2 separate regions of the Oryctolagus cuniculus genome follow, and region 2 is linked to region 1. The links are chromatin contacts, called in public Hi-C maps. All regions are on one chromosome and are shown on one strand. Each heading gives the region's core, a stretch centred on a gene start, on an enhancer-like site or on the middle of the called end of the contact. The rest is flanking DNA. Distances are from core to core; before and after follow the strand shown. Region 1 overlaps TOP6BL (TOP6B like initiator of meiotic double strand breaks). Region 2 overlaps SPTBN2 (spectrin beta, non-erythrocytic 2).

Region 1 (3,260 bases), core at 56-2,555:
TTAAAGAATTATGCGCCCGTGTCTGAGAGACTAACAGTCTGCAGCACCTCCTCTACATCTTTTCTCCTCCTATCTCTACTGCCTGATTGGATGAGCAAGTTTTGGTGTCTTGGCACCCAAGGATCGTGGCATCCCGTGGATTTGCCATCCTCCTCTTGGGTGTAGCCCAAAAGGCAAGGCCAGTGGAAACCTGCTTGTAAGTGCACCCTTGACCACACCTTTTTTCATGGCTCTGTGTCCCTTCTACGGCGCTTTTTCCTTGGATTGTGTCTGCTGTTCCTTTCACCTGGTTCCCTGCAAATACTCTGGCCAGTTTCCCTTGAACTTGGAGGGCTGCTGCCCAGACCTTGAGCAAATAAAGCCAAGACCCATTGTGTCAGTCCCCTAGGGATTCTGTAAGAAACTGCCATCATCATGATGACTCAAAAACAACACACTTATTCTCTCACATTTATTCTCTGAAGTCCACAAGTCCAAAACCAGGGTGTTGGCAGGGCCACGTTTCCCCCAAGGGTGGGAGGGGAAAACCCTTCCTGGCCTCTTCCGGCTTCTGGTGGGAAGTGTTCCTTGGGCTGCGGTTTGTGTAATTCCAGTCTGTACCTCCATCTTTAGCCTTTCCCCATGTATCTTTCAAATCTCCCTCTGCGTTTTAAGGACATCTGTCATTGGACTTGAGGCTCACCCCAAGTCCAGGATGATCCAATCTCAGGATTGCTCATTATATCCACAAAGACCCTTTTCCCAGATAAGCTTACGGTCACAGGTTCTGGGGCTGTAACTTGGACATGGTGGGAGTACTGCAGCTATCCACATCTTCAGCTTTCTGGGGTAGGTTTAGGGTAGGTCACGGACCATTGTAGGACCCAGGGCCTAGGGCTCTTCAGCCTGTGAAGTTCTTTGCTTGGGCTTCTCTGATATCCCAGTGAGATCTCAAAGATAAGGATGTGACCTCTTTCACCCAGTTCCCTGGCTGCAGTGATGGCCGACAGCTCCAGGGCTATCCATAGCCGAGCTCACTTGGCAGATGGCTCACGACCTCAGGGTCTCACCAGAGGTAACAGGTCTTGGGAGGAAGTCCCCGACCTGTGCAAGGGTTTGCACATTAATGTCTGTAAAGATGTTTCTAGTGAGATCATAGTTTCACAGCTGAGGATGTGTATTGAGACCTCCTGGCTCCTGAGCCTAACACTGCTACCATGCAGGACTGGAAGGTGAGTCCAGGGACTGAGAGAGATTGGGGCCATCCAGGAGGGCCCATGTTTCCTGTGGTAATGGCCATTCAGAGATAGCTGACTTGTTAGTGGCTTAAGAGAGACACCCAGTGGTTTCAGCGAAGAACTACAAGATTGAGGATGGAGAGTCAAGATTCTTCCAGCTCTGGGCCAGTTCCTGTTTCCATTTCCAAACAGGAAGGTGGAACAGCACACCACCCATAGTGTTCGCGGAGAAATGGAAGAAGTAAGGGGAAACATGTTTAGCATTTTATAGAAAGCATTCTGGGAAAGGCCATGTGAGCATGGATTCCAGCCTGAGTACTGGACCAGAGTGGGCTTGGTGTTACAGACGAGGGTGGAACTGAGCTGAAGCTGCAACAGGGCGGCGGCTGCCCAGGAAGGGCGTTGTTTCCTGGGGGGTGAGGGTGGGCTCCAAGGAGGTGCATCCTGAGCACGGGGCTGTCTCTTCTGGGCCCAGATGCGAATGAAGGGGAAGTCCTCTGAGGCTCAGAGCTTATATCCCAATGCGGCTCGTTCCTTGGCAAGACCAAGGATAGGAGAAAGGTGTATCTATTGAGAATTTTCAGATTAGAGTGAATTTTTAAAAATTGAGGGTAAGCGTTGTAGCACACCAAGTTACCCATTGCTTGGGATGCCTGCATCCCGTATCAGAGTGCCTGGGATAAACACACACCTCCACTTCCGGTCCAGCGTCCTGCTAACACACACACTGGGAGGCAGCAGATGATGGCCCAAGTACTTGGGTTTCTGCCACCCATCTGGGCAACCTGGGTGGAGTTCCCGGATTCTGGCTCCCGCCGGCCCAGCCCTGACTGTTGTAGGCATTGGAGAGTGAACCAGCAGATGGAAGATTTCTGTTTCCCTCTTTTGCTCTGCATTTCAAATTAATAAATTTTAAAATGCTTTATCAAAAAAAGTTGGGAAGTTTCCTAATACTGTTTTCCTTCATACCCTTAAGGTGCCTGCCCCTTCAGTGTTAGTTAGAATGTAGAAATTGAAACTTGTTTTAGTAAACAATACATGGTAGAATACTTGAGATACAATTTATACACTGTAAAATTGTCCATTTTGAAGTGTCCAGTCCAGTGGTTGTCAGCAAATTCACCGTGTCATGCAGCTACCATCACTTAGTTCTAGAACACGTCCATCACACCAAAGGAAAACAACACCATTAACAGTTAGCTCCAGCGCCCCTCCGCCTCCCACCCCTGGCCACCACTAATCTACTTTCTGTATCTCTGGCTTTGCTTATTCTGAAATTTTTTTTTTTTTTTGACAGGCAGAGTGGACAGTGAGAGAGAGAGACAGAGAGAAAGGTCTTCCTTTGCCGTTGGTTCACCCTCCAATGGCCGCCGAGGCCGGCGCGCTGCGGCCGGCACACCGCGCTGATCCGATGGCAGGAGCCAGGAGCCAGGTGCTTTTCCTGGTCTCCCATGGGGTGCAGGGCCCAAGCACCTGGGCCATCCTCCACTGCACTCCCTGGCCACAGCAGAAAGCTGGACTGGAAGAGGGGCAACCGGGACAGAATCCGGCGCCCCGACCGGGACTAGAACCTGGTGTGCCGGCGCCGCTAGGCGGAGGATTAGCCTAGTGAGCTGCGGCGCCGGCCATTCTGAATATTTTGTAAAAATGAAACCATGTAGTATGTGGCTTCCTGCATTTAACATGCTTCCAAGGTACATATTATATAATAGCCCTACATCCATTCCTGTGACTGCATCATGTTCCATTATATGAGTATCTCACATTTTATTTATCCATTCATCAGTTGTTGAACACTTGAATTTTTCCTACTTTTCAGCTAATACAAGTAATACTGCCATGAACGCTGTTATGGGGCCTGTGTCTATATTCTCTGGATATGTATCTAGGGGCAACATTGCTAGGTCATAGGGTATCTCTCTGTGTTCAACTTTATTTTTTAAAGATGTATTTATCCATTTGACTGGAAGAGTAACACTCATTTACTTCCCAAATGGCCACAATGGCTGGGGCTGGGCCAGGCTGAAGCCAGGAGCCTGGAGC
Region 2 (3,469 bases), core at 587-3,086, 140 kb before region 1:
GGGCCGGGCAGAGCCGGCACACAGGAGCCGGGGCCACACGGAGGGGCCTGGGCCGGGCAGAGCTGGCACACAGGAGCCCGGGGCCACACGGAGGACCTGGGCCGGGCAGAGCCGGCACACAGGAGCCGGGGCCACATGGAGGGGCCTGGGCCGGGCAGAGCCGGCACACAGGAGCCGGGGCCACACGGAGGGGCCTGGGCCGGGCAGAGGGGCTGCGGTCAGGAAAGCAAAGACACCCGGAAGCAGTGGAAGCGGCTGAGCTGTTTAATCCCCTCCTCGGCCAGACTCAAGGCTGCAGGCCACTGACAGCAGCCGGACACGGAGCGGCCACTCGAGTCCGAGGGGGAGGGGCGGGGAGGGGCGCGCCTGGACGCCCCTGGCTCTGTCACCTGGCACTCCCGCCCCCAGGTCCTGCTTCAGCTCTGGGAGGGTCCTGGCCGGTCCCCAGGGGCAGGGAGCTGGGTGGCGGATGGCTTGCCGGAGCTGTGGTGGGAGAAGGGTGGCGAGGCCGGGGCGCACGGCCCCCTGCCCCGTGGCCTACGTCATCCGCATGGCAGCGGGGGTGGAGGCATAAGGTGGGGCCGGAGGGAAGAGGGGCGAGTGGGAGGGAGGATTGGGGGCTGCCTGGGTCCCACCACCAGTCTGGAGTCAAACAGCGGAAGAGGGCTGCTCCTGGGAACACGGGCTTGTCCCAAGTGACAGTCCCTGGTGGTGGGCTGGCCTTGGCAACGAACCCTAGCAGCAGGCAGTTGTCCTGACGAGAGGGCGGTCCCTATCGACAGTCCTGGCAGTTTCCTGAACGCGGAGGGGAGCCGGCCTGGCGGGATCTCGCCTGCCCTCAGCTACTTGTTCTTCTTGAAGAAGCTGAAACGCTTCTCTCGCTCTCGTTCTCGGCCATCCTTGCCGCGCAGCACGACGGGCCCCTCGGCCCCGGCCGGGGACACGGGGGGCATGGTCATGGCCCGGGTCATGCCTCGAGTGCCGCTGGGCGCTGCTGGCTCCTCCGGCTCTCCAGAGGCCGAGGAGGCGGCGGCAATGGCCGCGTTCACCACGCGCAGCCACGAGCTCATCTCCGCCTGCAGGGGACGCACAGGCAACGGGTCAGCTCCACGGACACGGCGCGGGGGCAGCAGGCAGGGTCAAGGGAGGAGGAGGGGAAGGAAGAACGCCGGTTTGACCCCTGGCACACGGGGAGCGAGCTTGGGTGCGACCGTCACGGCTGCCCAGCTGGCACACCGTGGGCTGTTGGGCTGCACGGGGCACGCAGCCCAAGACAGAGAGAGGCAAGGAAAGGAAGCGCCCCGGGAGACGGGCCCGGGGAGACGGGGAGAGGGGGCGAGGAGGGGCAGCTCACCTCATCCTTGGCCTGGAATAAATACTCTTTTCCATCCTGTAAGCTGTTGGGAGAGAAGCCACAGGGCAGAGCTGAGTGCAGTGCTGGTGAGGGTTCAGCTACGGCCCGCAGCCAGGCCGGGAGCCCTCAGAGCCAGATCAGACACGCTTCGCACATTCCTCAGATTCCCAGGAAGCAACTGTGCAGAAGCGAGTCCTTTCCGATTGGCTGCAGACGGCCTGGGTGAGCTCACTTCATCCCAGGCCTCGCCGCCTGCTTGGCCACTTGCCGGCAGGCAGGGGCAGGCCCGGGGCGGGAGGCGGGGGCGTGCCGGGACCCTGCCCTGGAGGACTTCTCAGCCTCAACCCTACTTCCCCTGCCCCCCTCACTGTAGGACGCAGGCAGAGCCGCTGCCCGCCCCGCCCCGTGGCCCCGCCCCGTGCCCGGCTGGTGTCGGCACCCCTGGCTGGGCCGAGCCCACGGTCCACCTGGCGTCCCTCCCAACTTCCCCGTCCATCCCCGGAACGCCAGCCCCTGCCCTACCCCAGCTTGAAGACATGCTTGCGCTTCCGGTAGTCAAAGGCCACGCTGCCCTGGGCCCTGGCCAGGCTGACGGGCACTTCCCCGTGGTACGGCACTCCCGCACCGGCCGCCTTCGCGTCCTTGTAGAAGCCCAGGCTCCCGCGCCGCAGGACACAGTACACGTTCTGCCAGGACCTGGGAGGCACACGGCGAACCCCGCGAGGACTCGGTGCGGCCCGTCCCCTGGGGCTCCCTTGGGCATCCTCGAGTTTCTGGCTCCACCCGCCGTCTCCAGGCCCCGTCCGGTCCTCAGCCCTGCCTCTCCCCAAGAGGACACCCCGAGAGGCCCCGCGTGGTACCTGTTGGCCGCCTTCTTGCCGAAGGCCTCCATCTCCTGCTTGCGACATAGCATGCCTTCCATCTGCTCCTGGGCCGAGAGCTCCGGGCCACGAGCCGGCAGGGTGGCCGCCTGCGCGGCCTCCGACGACCTGCTCTGGGGCAGTGTGGGCGCGGCCGGGCCGCGGGGCCGGGCCTGCTGCTCTCCCTGCAGCCCGTTGACTTCATCCCCCGCGCCAGCCCCCTGGGAGGGAAAAGCTGCGTGAGCCTCGGAGGACGCCGCGGGAGGTGCCTGGCCCCGCGCGACCGCCTAGAGCCATTCCCCCCTCGGCCTCTGCCCGCTCCCCTCCCAGGCCTCGCACGGCCCCCTCTGTCGCTGCATCTCCCCGTCGGCAACACCCGCACCTCCAGGGACACTCACAGGGCCTACCGGGAAGCTGCCCGGCTCCAGTCTCTGCTGTGCCAACAGGGGCTGCGAGGACAAGGGGCCGTGAGCAGTGTGCCTGGGGCCGGGGCGCCAACGGGGCACACGGAGGCCGCGGGGGCTACCTGTGAGGCTTCGGCGTCCGTGCAGACCCCGTTCACGCTGGGCGCCTGTGTGGGTGCTGGCGGCTGCGGCTGAGCTCTGGAAAGGCCGAAGGTGACACCTGACCGTCAGTCTCCGGTTTGCGCGGGCTCAGCCGCCGCCTCCTCTCCCGGGAGTCCCAGCTCTCACCGGTCCCAGGCAGCGTCGGCAGGCGTCTGGCCGTCCCCCAGGCTCTCGGTGGGCAGACCTGTCGGGTGCTCGGCGGCAGGGGGCCGCTTCCGCCGTTCCTCCTCCTCCTGCTTCCTCTTCTTCTCTCGCTCCTCCAGCTGTCAAGGAACGCCTGACTTCAGAGACGTGTCTCGGCCCGGGCCAGCGCCACGGGGCAGTGGAGAAGAGGGAAGCAGGCGGGGCGTTTTAGTGTGGCCCAGGGAGACGGGTGGCTCCTAACGGGGCGCCCTCGGCTCACGGCTGGGGGGGGGGGGCGCTGCAGCAGGGCGAGAAGGGAGCACAGGCCTGAGCCCGGGGGCCCAGCCCTCACCGCCGTGAGCTTCTCCAGTGCGCTGAAGCGCTCCTCCCAGGCCACCGCCGACTTCTGGAAGGCTTCGTGCCGCTTGATGAGGCTCTCGACCTCGTCGACCGTACAGCCCAGCTCCGCGCTCCGCACCAGGGGCTCCTGGCTGCACAGCCAGGCCTCTGCCATCCCCGCGTCTCTCCCAAACATGAGCACCTCCAGAACTGCCGGGATCGGGGTC

Evidence for each region. Hi-C and Micro-C count contacts between places; a contact is called where the count stands out from the background.
Region 2: a Hi-C map of skin fibroblasts shows a contact between it and region 1, with 1.8 times the contacts expected there. The contact joins two enhancer-like sites. A contact is called at or near these places in 3 of 6 Hi-C or Micro-C datasets (ear pinna, skin fibroblasts and an unstated tissue).

What each region holds. Positions count from the first base shown.
Region 1 is chr1:5,093,401-5,096,660 of mOryCun1.1, reverse strand. The region is part of intron 13 of TOP6BL (TOP6B like initiator of meiotic double strand breaks); the gene reads left to right. Among named protein-coding and RNA genes, the nearest start is that of RCE1, 5.4 kb to the right of the region's middle. Within about 2 kb of position 1,305, at least 3 of the 8 cell types and tissues checked have an H3K27ac peak or open chromatin away from gene starts, as enhancers often do.
Region 2 is chr1:5,233,693-5,237,161 of mOryCun1.1, reverse strand. It overlaps SPTBN2 (spectrin beta, non-erythrocytic 2), which reads right to left. Exons shown (of 38, transcript XM_051826457.2): 31 at 3,256-3,452; 32 at 2,907-3,043; 33 at 2,741-2,816; 34 at 2,613-2,663; 35 at 2,215-2,435; 36 at 1,877-2,050; 37 at 1,355-1,397; 38 at 249-1,076. The coding sequence ends at 843. Among named protein-coding and RNA genes, the nearest start is that of LARK, 6.8 kb to the left of the region's middle. Within about 2 kb of position 1,836, at least 4 of the 8 cell types and tissues checked have an H3K27ac peak or open chromatin away from gene starts, as enhancers often do.